Regions from separate parts of the Mus musculus genome. Here regions 1 and 2 are each linked to region 3. A link is a contact called in public HiChIP or PLAC-seq data. All regions are on one chromosome and are shown on one strand. Each heading gives the region's core, a stretch centred on a gene start, on an enhancer-like site or on the middle of the called end of the contact. The rest is flanking DNA. Distances are from core to core; before and after follow the strand shown. Region 1 overlaps Rapgef6 (Rap guanine nucleotide exchange factor (GEF) 6). Region 2 overlaps Tnip1 (TNFAIP3 interacting protein 1). Region 3 overlaps Cdc42se2 (CDC42 small effector 2).

The links. HiChIP or PLAC-seq counts read pairs in DNA pulled down with a chosen protein or histone mark.
Region 1: a contact with region 3 is called in an H3K27ac HiChIP or PLAC-seq map of regulatory T cells, with 3 times the contacts expected there. The contact joins two enhancer-like sites. A contact is called at or near these places in 3 of 39 promoter capture datasets (the C10 cell line, hippocampal neurons and liver) and 2 of 115 datasets of contacts at active chromatin or transcription factors (memory CD8 T cells and regulatory T cells).
Region 2: an H3K27ac HiChIP or PLAC-seq map of regulatory T cells shows a contact between it and region 3, with 4 times the contacts expected there. The contact joins two enhancer-like sites. A contact is called at or near these places in 7 of 39 promoter capture datasets (the C10 cell line, cranial neural crest, embryonic stem cells and 3 more), 1 of 15 datasets of contacts at CTCF or cohesin (large pre-B cells), 9 of 484 Hi-C or Micro-C datasets (3T3-L1-derived adipocytes, B cells, the C10 cell line and 5 more), 3 of 115 datasets of contacts at active chromatin or transcription factors (bone marrow-derived dendritic cells, embryonic stem cells and regulatory T cells) and 3 of 9 other capture datasets (adipose tissue, embryonic stem cells and liver).

What each region holds. Positions count from the first base shown.
Region 1 is chr11:54,565,187-54,569,712 of GRCm38.p6, reverse strand. It overlaps Rapgef6 (Rap guanine nucleotide exchange factor (GEF) 6), which reads right to left. Exons shown (of 29, transcript NM_001252494.1): 6 at 1,217-1,360. Among named protein-coding and RNA genes, the nearest start is that of Rapgef6, 45 kb to the right of the region's middle. Within about 2 kb of position 1,537, at least 26 of the 459 cell types and tissues checked have an H3K27ac peak or open chromatin away from gene starts, as enhancers often do. A contact at or near this core is called in memory CD8 T cells and regulatory T cells, where this site is marked.
Region 2 is chr11:54,928,271-54,932,714 of GRCm38.p6, reverse strand. Tnip1 (TNFAIP3 interacting protein 1) reads left to right here. Exons shown (of 19, transcript NM_001199275.2): 8 at 1,856-1,950; 9 at 3,497-3,620. Among named protein-coding and RNA genes, the nearest start is that of Gpx3, 28 kb to the right of the region's middle. Within about 2 kb of position 2,199, at least 24 of the 459 cell types and tissues checked have an H3K27ac peak or open chromatin away from gene starts, as enhancers often do. A contact at or near this core is called in regulatory T cells, where this site is marked.
Region 3 is chr11:54,724,784-54,729,136 of GRCm38.p6, reverse strand. All of the region lies in intron 3 of Cdc42se2 (CDC42 small effector 2), which reads left to right. Among named protein-coding and RNA genes, the nearest start is that of Cdc42se2, 61 kb to the left of the region's middle. Within about 2 kb of position 1,581, at least 168 of the 459 cell types and tissues checked have an H3K27ac peak or open chromatin away from gene starts, as enhancers often do. A contact at or near this core is called in memory CD8 T cells and regulatory T cells, where this site is marked.

The sequences.
Region 1 (4,526 bases), core at 288-2,787, 160 kb after region 3:
AAATCACAACACGTTTAAAAAATTTAAAATAGTCATTGTATATAATAAGGTAAAAGACAGTTTAATTAGTAACAGGAAATTCATATACATATAATGTATATGTATGTACGTGTACACACACACACACACACACACACACACACACACACACACACACACAGAGATGATATACCAGGTAAAGGGCTCTCAAGACAGGGTTTCCTCTGTGTATACCTGGCTGTCCTCAAACTCACAGAGATCCATCTGCCTTTGTCTCCGGAGTGCTGGAATTAAAGGTGTGGGCCACTACTGCCCAGTAATAAACTGTGTATTTAAAAAGAAACTGTTTCTCTGTGTGGCTCCAGTATTAGTTGCAAATTTTGGAACCAGTATGTTTATTTTCAGAAACAGAACACATTCTATTAATGAAATTAGGCAAATGTGACAGACTCTTTAAAGCTGCCTTGAATCCTATTCTTATTTTAGTAAGCCAATTTCCTGACTATCCTCTTCTACCCTGCCATATAATGAGAGCATTTCTTTCCTGAAAACGAAAGCAACAGACTCTTGTCAGTTTCTGCAACCAACTCTCCCATCTCTCTAATACTGTCACTTAAAACTCAGACCAAAGGAGGACAGCTGTAGGGATGCCCATGGGCCTATTCTTCAAATTATTTCATTTCTCAGTCTAAAAAGATGTTATCTGCAACAACAGAGTTAAAAAAAAAAAAAAAAAGACTTCTAAAGCAACAGCTTCCTTTCTCTAGCTTTAACAAAGTTCAATGTTTCATTTGCTTCTTTACTTTAATACACATTTCTACACTAGTGCCTGTTTTTATGAGTGACTAACAGTCCTGCAGGCCAAGGAGAACTGCCATGGTTTTCTTTCTTTTGTTATTTTTTCCATCATATTAAGTTTTCCCATTAGTCGACTGCCTGAGTTCTCAGATTTAATTTACATCCTAATTCAGTCACTACAAAGGCAAGAAAATTCACAAATTTATGTACTAAGCTACCACAAATACTTATTTTGGTTAATTACTCTAAGTAAAACTAAAGCTAAAGCAAAATTCCCACAGATAAGAAAATTTCTAGTTAATCCAACAGTCAAGTAGTAATGTTTTTAAAAACTGTTTATTTTACCATAACTTTTACATGTAGAGACCAAAAACCACTTAAATTAAAGACATTTTATGTGAAAATCAAGGATCCATAAAAAAGTCTGACATATACTCACCGAAAGGTAGTTATTAATATCCACTCCATCTATTATGGTTTGGCGTTCTCCTTTATAGTTAATTTTCCGAAACCTTCGTCGAGACTGTCTGGCAGGAATTTCTCTTTGTAAAATACTGTCTTCATTATCTTTGGAATTCTCTACCTGAAATACATGTTCAGATTCCTGATTAAATATCCAGTTTTTCCATCTTTCAGACAGTCTATGAAGTCTTAAAAGGCTCATAAGGAAGCTTCATTTATTCCTGCCAAGAATGTGCCTGAAGAAACAGTCTGTACAAGGCAATGTTCTGAGTTGAAAGAGATTAAAGACAATGTTTTTATAAAGAACTAGAGACCACAGTTTCCTTCCAGGAAACTGTCTGTCTTGAGCACATAAACATATCCGTCTAAGTAAAGTCTCTTACCAGAAATGAAGGCTGTTAGCTACACCTACACATTCAATAATTATGACTTGGATGTTAGTCTAATTACAAACTGCCTTATTATGCATTTACTTTACTTACCAAACAATCATGGCTATCATTTTAGTGAACTACTGAAAAGCAAAACAAAATTACTCTATTATTTGATAGAAACTTTTTTTGTCCACCTTAATGCATAACAACATCAGTAAGGATGGCAACTTTAAAAACAACAGAGAAGCTGTTATACAGCCCACTTAAAATAGACATATTATATATATGTGTGTGTGTGTGTGTGTGTGTGTGTGTGTGTATGTATATATATATATATTTTTAAAAAATCTACAACATTATCTCTAGGTAAAAAAACAAAATGAAACCCCCAAGGACTAGTATCTTTCCAGGTCACAAGAGTGACCCTTACTAAAGGTGAGCTGGCAGGACTATCTAATTGCAAAACCTGTAATCTTGACGTAAGACTGCTATCCAATTACAGAGTATATATCACTACTATAAAAACTAACAATATCGCCGGGCAGTGGTGGCACGCCTTTAATCCCAGCACTTGGGAGGCAGAAGCAGGCAGATTTCTGAGTTCGAGGCCAGCCTGGTCTACAAAGTGAGTTCCAGGACAGCCAGGGCTATACAGAGAAACCCTGTCTCGAAAAAACAAAACAAAAAAACCAACCCCCACAAACAAATAAAAAAAAGTTATTTTAAAAAACAATATTTTAAAAAAGATTTATTTTTCACTTATATGCCCATATGTGTATATGTCTGAGTGAGTCAATACTACACATGTGCTGGTACCTAGGGAGACCAGAAGAGGACATGGGATTCCCTGGAGCTGTGAGAAGCTCTATGTGGGTGCTGGGAACCAAACCTGAGTCCTCTCTAAGAACATTCTCTTCAGCTCTCTAAACTTAAATCTTTGTTCAAACGTATATTGTTAAGTTCTAAATTATACTTTATAACTAACCTAACATAGAAATTATTTTTTTTCCTCTACAACTACTTTTCCTACTAATATCACATCTCTCTGCTATCACAAAATATGCTTTAGGCAATGAATTAAGCAATTCAGTCAACAATCAATTTCCAGCTCCATGCTCATCTTCCAAAGACCAGATCCATTTCTCAGGAGGTCAATATTGTTTGTACATGTCCCTTTCCTAACACCTTTTCTTTTTTTTTTTCTTCCCTGAGACAGGGTTTCTCTGTGTAGCCTTGGCTGTCCTGAAACTCACTTTGTAGACCAGGCTGGCCTCAAACTCAGAAATCCACCTGCCTCTGCCTCCCAAGTGCTGGGATTAAAGGTGTGCACCACTACCGCCCAGCCACCTTTTCTTTTAACAGTATCATCACCATCCCTTACCTGAGTTTTAATCACTTCAGTCTTATAATACATCAACAGTGATCCTGTTGCTTTAGACATGTTCTCCAATCACATACTGTAGTCAGATAAGCTACCAAGATAATCATCCTGTCAGGTGTCCTAATATGACAATGGACAGCCAATGTTTACCATACTTATTGAAATTTTAAAAATTCATTTTATGTGTATAGGTTTTTTTTCTGCATGTATGTCTGTGCACTACATACGTCTGGTGTCTGCAGGGGCCAGAAAGCGGCACTGGACCCTCTGGAACTGGGGTGTTGAAAACTGAACTCAGCTTCTCTAAAGAGCAGCCAGTACTGTTAATCAGCATCATCTCCCTACCCTTGATAAATTTAAACTCTTACTCCTGATATTCAAAGCCATATATCTCTCTTCCTTAAACTATTTTTTCTCCCAAGACAGATTCTTGCTCTGTATCTGTGTCTGACCTTGAACTTGCAATATTCCTGGAATATTCACACAATTATACTTATTTATTCACACAATTATACTTATTTATGGGACATATTATATATGCACTTGCAGTATACTTATCATTTTATTTACTGCACATGGTTCTATGACATAAATGAAGCCTCACTGTTATAGGTCTATTTCTTATATTTATTTCTCTGAAATGAGTACTCTTTTTCTTTAGATTTATTTTATTCTTTGTGTATGGGAGTTTGTCTGCATGTATATATGCTTTACAAGTGTAGGCCCGATGGCTGCACCTGTAGAAATCAAAAACATGCAACAGAACTGGAATAACAGGTTGTGAGCTATCATGTGGGTGCTAGGAATCGAACCTGGGTCCTCTGCAAGAGCACAACTGTTAACTGTTGAGTATCTCTCCAGCCCTAAAATGTGTATTCTTTGTTGGTTTAAAAAGTTCCCTTGGTACTCGGAAGTACTGTAGTCTTGTTCTAGTTACCATTGTAGTCAAACCACCTATGACATTTCCTGTTTCTTTTTATTAATATAAAATTCACATATTAAAAAAACCTACTCATAGTTCAGTGGTTTTCTGTATAGACATGAATTTCTTTAACAGTCACCACTTTCTAGGTCTAGCTCATTATTACCACCCTAAAGAAATTCAGCATCTGTCTGTATTTCATCTCTATGTCCTTTCTATAAAAGGTAACTACTAATCTCAATTTTACCTATTAGTTCAATTTCTCTCCTGTAATATAATATTTATTTGCAACACACACACACACACACACACAGAGGTATACAGACAGAGAAGAAAAAAACCAGACACAGATACACACACAGAGATAGAGTATCACTATATAGCCCTCGCTGGCATCAAACTCACTATGTATGTAGTAGACCTGCCTAACCTTACCTTATACTCACAAGAGTTCTGCCTGCCACTGTCTCCAGAGTACTAGGATTAAAAGCATGTGCCACCACCTGGAGTCCTATTGTACATAACTTATATAAATGAAGTAATATAACTGATGGTTTTGTTGTCTAGCTTCTTTCCATTTTTTATTTTTGCATTCAACACAATATTTTTT
Region 2 (4,444 bases), core at 950-3,449, 200 kb before region 3:
TGAGTTCTGCTCTGCCCGTATGACCAGGAGTACACAGAGCATCCTCTCACTGGAGACTGGAGAGGCAGTATGTGGTAGAGAGCCTACAGAGCCAGGTCCAGGGAGGGGACCTCTTTGAGAGGCCACTAAGGCTTTGGAGTTCCCACTCTGAGCCCTGAGAGAGAATACCTGACATGGTACCAGGGCTGGGATCACTCTGAGCACCCACCTTTTGGCACTCACGTGCAGATAGATCTTTGTTCCCTGATGTCCCCAGTCTCTTACATCAGTCTCCTGTTTATTCCTTTCTTGGTTCTTAACAGTTCACGACAATTCTGTTTTATTGGGTAGTGGTAGTTTGTTTGCTTAGTTTGTCTTGCTACTAAGTGCTGTCTTCACAGGGAAACCGTACCCACCATTTTGCTCCAGTGCCTGGCACTTCATACATAGTTGGTGAGAGAATGAGTGAGCATGCCAGGAGTGGAGGCTCTACCCATAATGCCTGCTCTAGGGGATTTCAAGTTCAAGGCCACCTTGGACTGTGTAGCTAGACTCCATCTCAAAGACCAACACGAAGCCAGACAGTGGACTCATGCCTGTGGTCCCAGTATTTAGGAGATAGAGGCTGATAGATCTGGAGGCCAGCCTGGTCTATGAAGTGAGTTCCAGGACAGCCAGAGATGCACAGAGGAGCCCTGTCTTGAAAACAAAGTAAAACAATAACAACAGAAAGACAAAGTTGGAGAGATGACTGGCTGCTTTTGCAGAGGGTGGGGGTTTGGTGCCTAATGCCCACACAGCATCCATCTCACAACCTTCTCTAACTACAGTTCCAGGGGATCTGATGCCCTCTTCTGGCCTCTGTGGACACTGCACGCATGGTGCAGGAAAAACATTATACATAAAATAAAAACAAACCAATGTTTCCAGTGGGCTCACAGGTGTGCTCTTAGACTCTCTGATAGAGTAGGTGGTGATCTTTGGCTGCTGCTGAGCTTGTCCAGCATCTGGTTTGTACCCAGGGCGTTTACCTAGAGGTCCCAAGAATAGTCTTAACAAGTGAACTGTCACTGTGGCCTTCCCTTAGGGCAGGAGCAGGACAGTCTGTTCCCTGGTGTCCCTGCCCAGGGCCACAGCCGCTCTCTGTTTCTCAGCCTCTGGGTAGAGGAAGCTGGATCCCATTCCTCCTCATTGCATCTCTGATATGTTTCTTGATTCACCCAACAAACATTGCAGACTCATACCTGTAGTCCCAGCACTTAGGAGGCCGAGGCAAGAGGGTTGCTGGGCATTCAGTGCCGAGGGATATAGGAAGTTTCAGGCCCAACTGGGGTACAGGGTAAGACCTCACCTAAAAAAGAAAAAAAATTAAATATTTTTTTTGAGATCAAATGTGGCACAGGGCCATCCACTGGGCATTGAAAAACAATAACAATTTTTCGACTTTCTCAGCCTTCAACCCAGAGTTCAACAACTCCAATGCAAGGCTGTCCTTCCATCCACCCAAGCTAGTCAGAAAGGAAGCCAGCAGTTTTGGAATCTCCCTGTGTGACATGACACAATTCTCCTCATACTCTATGTAGCAGTGAATGTAGGACATCTACCTTGGTTAGGGAAAGAGATGAGATGTGAGCCTCGGAGGGCTGCCAAGGAGGAAGAGTCTAGGCAGGGATGACTGTTAAGGGAAGAGGAGGGGATTGTCATTGAGAGGACCAGGACCCAGCTCTGAGTCTCCATCAGGCATCCTTACCACTGGTTCCCATGGAAGAAAAGCCTGGGGGATGGACCTAGTGGCTGTAGCTCGAGCCCCCTTGTCAGCATGCCTTGGGATGTACCCCTTCTAATCCTTACCACTGTCTGCTCATCTACCCCACAGACCTTATGTGAGCAGCTGCGCCAGGAGAATGAAGCCCTGAAGGCCAAGCTGGACAAGGGCCTGGAACAGCGGGATCTGGCTGCTGAGAGGCTGCGGTAAGTCCAGGCCACTGGAGACTGGCAGAGGGATAGGGCAGGAGAATAATGTAACACACTGGTTCCTGGGATGAAGCCACATCTGAGAGCTCTGTTCTGACAGCAGATCTCATGGCTCTTCTCCTTGGCTTCTGGTATTTTCTCCCTTGCACCGTGTTTATCTTGAGGGTGGGGGTGTAGACAGCATTGAAAGCTGCCTTCCCCTGGAGACAACTGCTGACATTTGTGTAGGAGCTGGCTCAGGATTCTCCTGCCCCCTGGTGGTCACCATCATTCCCTGCTCGCTCTTCCTGGGATCTTTGGAAGTCCCTCTCTGGACTGAGACCTGTGGGAAGACATTACAGGTTTACCCCAGCCTCTCTGTCCTTGGCAAGACTGAGTTTGGGTGTCTTAGGTGAGCCGTAGGGTCTACTTGTCACCAAGGATCAATGCCTCTTGTCTCTAGGGAAACAGGAGTGTGTGAGTGCTGGATCTCAAAGGGCCTTTGCCATCAGATCATGCAGACTAACTCAAATTACGTGAAGGGAGATGGTCCCTGAGAGAGGCAGGGACTTCCTAAGAGTCTCACTACACTGGCGTGGTGGCGCACGCCTTTAATCCCAGCACTTGGGAGGCGGGGGTAGGCGGATTTCTGAGTTTGAGGCCAGCCTGGTCTACAGAGTGAGTTCCAGGACAGCCAGGGCTACACAGAGAAACTCTGTGGGGCGGGGGGGTGGATACCCAGGCCGAAGGAAAGGAATCTGAGTCCTTGCTGAGTGGCCTGAGAAAAGCCATTTGACTCTGTAATTAAATGGAAGCTGAAGGGCTGTGTCCACACTGCAAACATCCTGAGTACCCAGCACTGCCTACCTCATGAACTTAGGGTTTCACTTTCACTTATTATTTCTGCTTGTTTCGTTTGGAATGGTCTCATTCCATAGCCCAGGGAACTCACTGCGTAGCTCAGGCCGCCTCAGACTCCATAGTCCAGCTTCTGCCTCCCAAATGAACGTTGGAGTCATAGGTGTGCGTGCCCACACTCAACTTTGCTGGTAGCCTTTCCTGCTGTAAACTGTAAAGAAGGTCTCACCCAGAGCAGGGCCTGTACTCAACACTAGAGAACCATGAGAGCAGATCCAGTGGGATTGAGTCCCTGGTGGGTGTGAAGATGGCTCTATCAACCCTAGCTCTGAGCCAGAAGCTTGCTCTTTCCATGTTAAAGAGGGGGGGTGCCAGGTGCCGGTGAGTGAGCATGACCTACTGCACCGCCCAGGCTCTGCCTGCGTCAGCTGAACCAGGACACTTGACTATAACTGGAGGGAGGGGCGGAGCTTTCTTAGAGAACAAGATCATAGAACTGGAAGGTGCCAGGTGTGGAGACAACCTACAGATGGGGGAAATTCTGCTGTTAAGGATTCTCATGCAGCCTGCACACCTTCTGGGTGGCTTACAGATGCCCTTTTGGTCTGGTCGCACCGCAGCAGTGCCTTTGACAGCAGATCCTTGGCTTTGCAAGTGTCTTAACCCAGGGCTGACATTGTGACATCTCCACTTGTCTCTTATCTAGGGAGGAAAACACGGAGCTCAAGAAACTGTTGATGAACAGCAGCTGCAAAGAGGGACTCTGTGGGCAGCCCAGCTCCCCAAAGCCAGAGGGTGCTGGCAAGAAGGGCGTGGCTGGACAGCAGCAGGTGTGTATCCCAAGCTCTCAAACCCAGGATCTGCTCTGCCCCTCGCTGAGGGAGCACATCTCCTCCTACACACATTCCAGTGGCAGAAGGTTCTGCCTGGTAGACTCTGTTTCCTGGTGCAGCACCTGCCTCCGTGGTATGACCAGTCCTTGGCTTTTTGTTCTGTCTTCACCCCACGTGGAGTATCCCGTTCTCTGAGACACGTGCTCAGAGCTATTGGCAGTCAAATTACATGGCTCTGCCGCCCACCCTGGCTGCTTGCTTCTCCCGCTTGCTGACTTGGATTGTCCAGCGGCTGCTCATGGGAGTTGGGTTTCAGTGTTTTGCTCATTCTGGGTACCAATACCTTGATGCATTTTGTCTTGTCAAAGTCTCCTTCCCAAAAGTCAGGTTAGTCTCTAAAGTGTCAGGGCTCCTAAGGGGATTGTATTAAGCTTGTGAGATCGCAACTTAGAGCTCTGCATGGAGAGGAAGACTGGTCTGGGGATGCCTCAGCTCTGGCCCACACCCCCACACCTCCAGGCCCAGCCCTGCCACACAGTGAAGGCCAAGTGTGCCTTGCTCCACTCTCACCATCCCTCAGGCTCCTGTAACCCAGTTGTTTACCTCCTCAAGTGAGTTGCAGTCAGTTGCAACATAAGCCCTAATGCCAGCTTTCTATGTAATATAGTAATGACCTTGGTCACTCACTCCCCACCCCGGGGCAGTGATGTAATTTACCTGCAAAGCCATGAGCTCACTTGGGCTCTTTTGCCTGAAGGGATGTCTCTTCCATGTGCGGGGCCAGCAGGAGACTTGGAGAGGTCATGTGCCATCATACAATT
Region 3 (4,353 bases), core at 332-2,831:
AGATAGATGTGTTTCATGCTGTAGACTCGAGTGCCCAGCTCAGAAACAGGGTTACCTTTGAGGAAGGGTGGAGCTTAGACTGTCCTGGAACCTTCCTGCTTCAGCTCCCAGGCAAACAGTGCTATTACAGCTGTGCGCTCCTTCACCGTACTGTCCATTGCCACAAACAAAACCCTGGGAAGAAAGTCAGAAACGCCTTTTGATGAATTAAGAAGAAAAACAACTGCTGTTTCAAATAACTTAAAAAGCTCTAGCTTTATTTTCCTGTACCTACCCAGTGCCTCACACTGGATTACCCAGTCCTGTCTGCAGGCCGTATGAAAAGTTCCCATTAACTGGCAGCTTTTATGAGTTCTAAAACATTGCCTAAAAGACCCTATTGTTGTAAGTCATCTGACCTCATCTGGGAGATTGTTGTTTATTTAGAAAATACAGTGTGCAGTTTCAGGTCCTGTTGTGTGGTAGCCTGAAAGTCAATGCCTTTCTTGGTCATGAATTCTTAAAGGGCCAAAGTGAAGTTGCTTCTCTGACACCAATAGCATGGGCTTATTTTTTTCCCCCTTGGGTTTTATGAACCTGCAAGAATGGAGGCTCAGGCCTTTGCTTGAGGTTATTGTGGTCGGGTTCTGTCTCTCACATGACTGATATACAAGTACCTCAGAAACTTGCATTTCGCTCCTTTTAAACCAGTAACAGTCTGATGTAAAAGTTTAGAATGAAATGCACATTTTCTGTAACTAAGGACACTTTAGAGATTAATTACCCAGAATTAACAACACATTGATTTGGCTAAGAGTACTTACTGGCCATTCTTCCACAGGACTTGATTTCAGTTCTACCCAAGCTAGGTGGTTCACAATGACCTGAGACCTCAGTTGCAAGGGCTCTCATCCTCTGTCCTCTGCGTACCGTGTGCACACATTTGTGCATACATGCATTCACAGCGTGTAATGCTAACACAAAGTAAGAACATTCTCCTGCTTCTAGTAGGTAAGATAGGAGTTGGAAGGGGCCCAGGGTCAAAGCCAGCCTGGTTTGTATAGTTACTAACTGGTTTGCATAGTTAACTAAATAAAATATTTATGACAAGACTCCATAGCTCTCTTCTTCACAGGAGAAAGGACAGATTGGATGTTTTCAGTATTTAGGAGAGGAGAGTCCGTCATGTTCACTGTTAGTCAGAAAGCATCCAATTAAAGTGATCAGGGACATCCTGACAGCTGGGAAGATTTTCTCTGCTCTACAGCTCTTGAGATGTGAGGGAGGGTGGAGCCCACGGCACCCAGGACTAAGTATAAATGTCTAACTACAAAGGCAGGTGTACTGAGGAGGCTGAGGCAGGAGGATTGCAAATTCCATGCCAGCCATGGGTACTTGGCATGATTCCACTACCCCCAGTCAGCCACCAACCACTAAGCACACCATATTTTTCAAGCATAAGGTGGATTTTTTGTTTTGAACAGCACACTTTTTCAAGTACATGGTATTAAAATTTCAAGACAAACACAGATGCAGTTGTCAGCAGCCAGGGGAATTCCACAGTTGGGCCTCGGCAAAGCAAAACAGGAAGCTTGAGAGGGCGCTCACAGCCCTGCTGTGTGGACTTGGGTAGAGTCACTGTGTTTCCTGGAACACTTCACTCTTACAGGACTCTTCATTAGCTGCCGGCCATGCAAATACTCCTAGTCATGCTTCAGATGCTTTTCATTCTGTATAAGGTCAGGGATTAGAGGCACAAATGTGAACAGTTGTGCTAGAGGAGAGGTGGTTTGGCAAACGTTTCTTTCTATGGAATTTCTGCATCACTACATCATAGTTGGAGTGTCAGTATCTAGTGATTGGGAGTTGACACAGAAGGTCTTGCCACCTTGTGAGCCTTGCCCACATGTGCTCTGCATGCTATCAAAGTGTGTTTATGTCCCTTAGGGAAACTCAGCTGACTGAGAAGAGATGATAGCAAGGAATTCAGATTGATTTTGGTTCGCTATAGTTTAACCTGTCTCAGAGTTCTGTGATTAACAAGGAGTGACTCCTGGTATAGGTAGCAACAGTTACCACCCTCAGAATAACTGCACAAGTGAAGGAAAGCACATGCTGGAGGATCCATTTAAATGAGCTTCAGGAAAATGCTGACAGACATGTGGGCAGTAGATCAGTGCCTACGTGGAGAAGGGATGGGGAAGGGACTTTTAGGAGGATGGGTGTGCTCACTGTGTTGACTGGTGTGGGCTCAAGTGCTTGATCCCCACCCCCTTCCTTTCTGTTTTCATCTCTTCCTTCCTCCACCATCTCATCTTAAGACCTTATCTTAACAAGGACATGTGTCTTTGTGAAAACAGTGAGCTGGAGGCTTCCCACCTTTGCCTTTATGTGTGAGCGTGTCCCTGGGAATGTGTTTGCACACTCTCCCTCAGTAGCTTACTGTGGCAGCTGTTCTCCGAGCCTCACCCAGAAATTCAAGTAAGTCACTTAGTGTAGGGGTGTGGGCCATGTGTGATTTCTTCCTAGCACCACAGGGGGCATGGTGGCTCTTCAGTCTTCAGGGCCAGGATTATAGAAACCAGGATGCCTGGAAGGTGTGACTCCAGTATGCCAGGTCTGCCTAGAGAGGCCCTCCAGCAGGCTGAGTGTACAGCAGAGGCAGTTGCTCTTGCAAGTCAGGTTCCTGTGAGACGTTGGGAGATGGCCCCTGTCCTGCAGATCCTTTGCCCCAGGTGTACAGCTGCTGTCCTTTTCTCCTTGTGATGAAGTCTCTGTCTCTACCCTCCAGAAGGTCTACTAAGCTGTCTCACTTGGGATACTGGAAATTGATCATGCTTTGGAGTACATACGGGTGGGTGAACTAGGATGACTGGCTTCCGAGGGTCACTCTAATGGTTTTTAGCAAAAAGAAGAGGAGACTACTGCCACATCCGTTTTGGCTTTGCTTCTTAAGGCTCTTCTGCAGAATTATGACTTACTGCTCCACACAGGAACAGTGGGGGGGGGGGGGGGGAAGTAAGAGGAGTGTAGTGGGGGCAACATACCCTGAATCTGGGTGAGCAAAGCTAGAAGGGTCTGAACCTTCTCTTGGCTTTCTGAGACCTTCTTGATTAAAAATGAGTGGGGCTCTAGGACACCCTTACTAAAGGCCTGGAGATTAACTTTAGAGAAATAAAGCACAAATGACCTGGGTAAGATAGCTCATACGTTTATTCCCAGCATTTGGAAGGCTGAGGCAGGAGGATCTCTTGAGTTTGAGGCTAATACATACATACATACATACATACATACATACATACATACATACATAGGGAGTTTCAGTACAGCCAGCCCTATAGAATGAGACCTGTCTCCACAGGTGAAAGTGTTGACTCAACCGTGTTAGAGGCTAGCATTGCAAGTGCTCACAGAGGCTTAGCAGGTCAGTAACATCTAAGAGTGAGTTCTTGTAAAACCATCATAAGGGCCAGGGAGATAGATGGTGTGGTGTGTAAAGGTATGTGCCACGCTGGCCCAGTGACCTGGTATCAGTCCTCAGAACCCATAGACAGGTGGAAGGAGAGAATAGATTCCACGAATCATCCTCTGACCTCCACATGTGTGCTCAGGCGCAGGCCTCCTAATAATAGTGATAATTATTATTACTCTTGTTGCTGCTGCTACTAAAGAAACTCTGATCTAGAATTGCAGCTTGTAGGTCAGGTGGCCTTGAGCACTTGCTGTGCAGAGGTGCACTTTAAGTTTGAAGGTTTGTTTTATGTGGGGATATATTCTCTCTCTCTCTCTCTCTCTCTCTCTCTCTCTCTCTCTCTCTCTCTCTCTCTCTTCCTCTCTCTCTCTCACACACACACACATACACATACACAGAGCGAGCAAAAACACATGTGCAGAAGCTCTAGGAACACATGGTTAAGAGGCACTGTGTTACCATGCAGAGTTAGCAGGAATAAACCCTCCCAGCTCTTCTGGGGTTTTATTTGGCAACAATAAAAAATAAAAAGATGGTAAGTTGGTTTCTGGCTTGTACATTCGAACTCTCCACTTCTCTGTGTTTATAGAGAGCCATGTTCTGACAGACAAACTGCCCTGAGCACTGTCAGATTTAGGACTTACTAGAATAGCAGCAACATTGCAGTTTTATGGACCTGGGTGTTGTGTCCTGAGGTTCTGTTCCTACAGTTCATAGTTCCCTGCAAACTTAAGAGCTGTGTGCTCTCACAGGGAAGCCTGCTGTGAGGACAGTGACCCAGCTACACTGGTGGCTGCTCTTGTGTCTGAAGGATCTGTGCAAACCTCAGATGAGCAGGGCAGGGGCAGTCATGAGGCAGGAGGTGGGTGTGCTGGTGGGAAGCCAGCGTGCCTGCTTGGCTG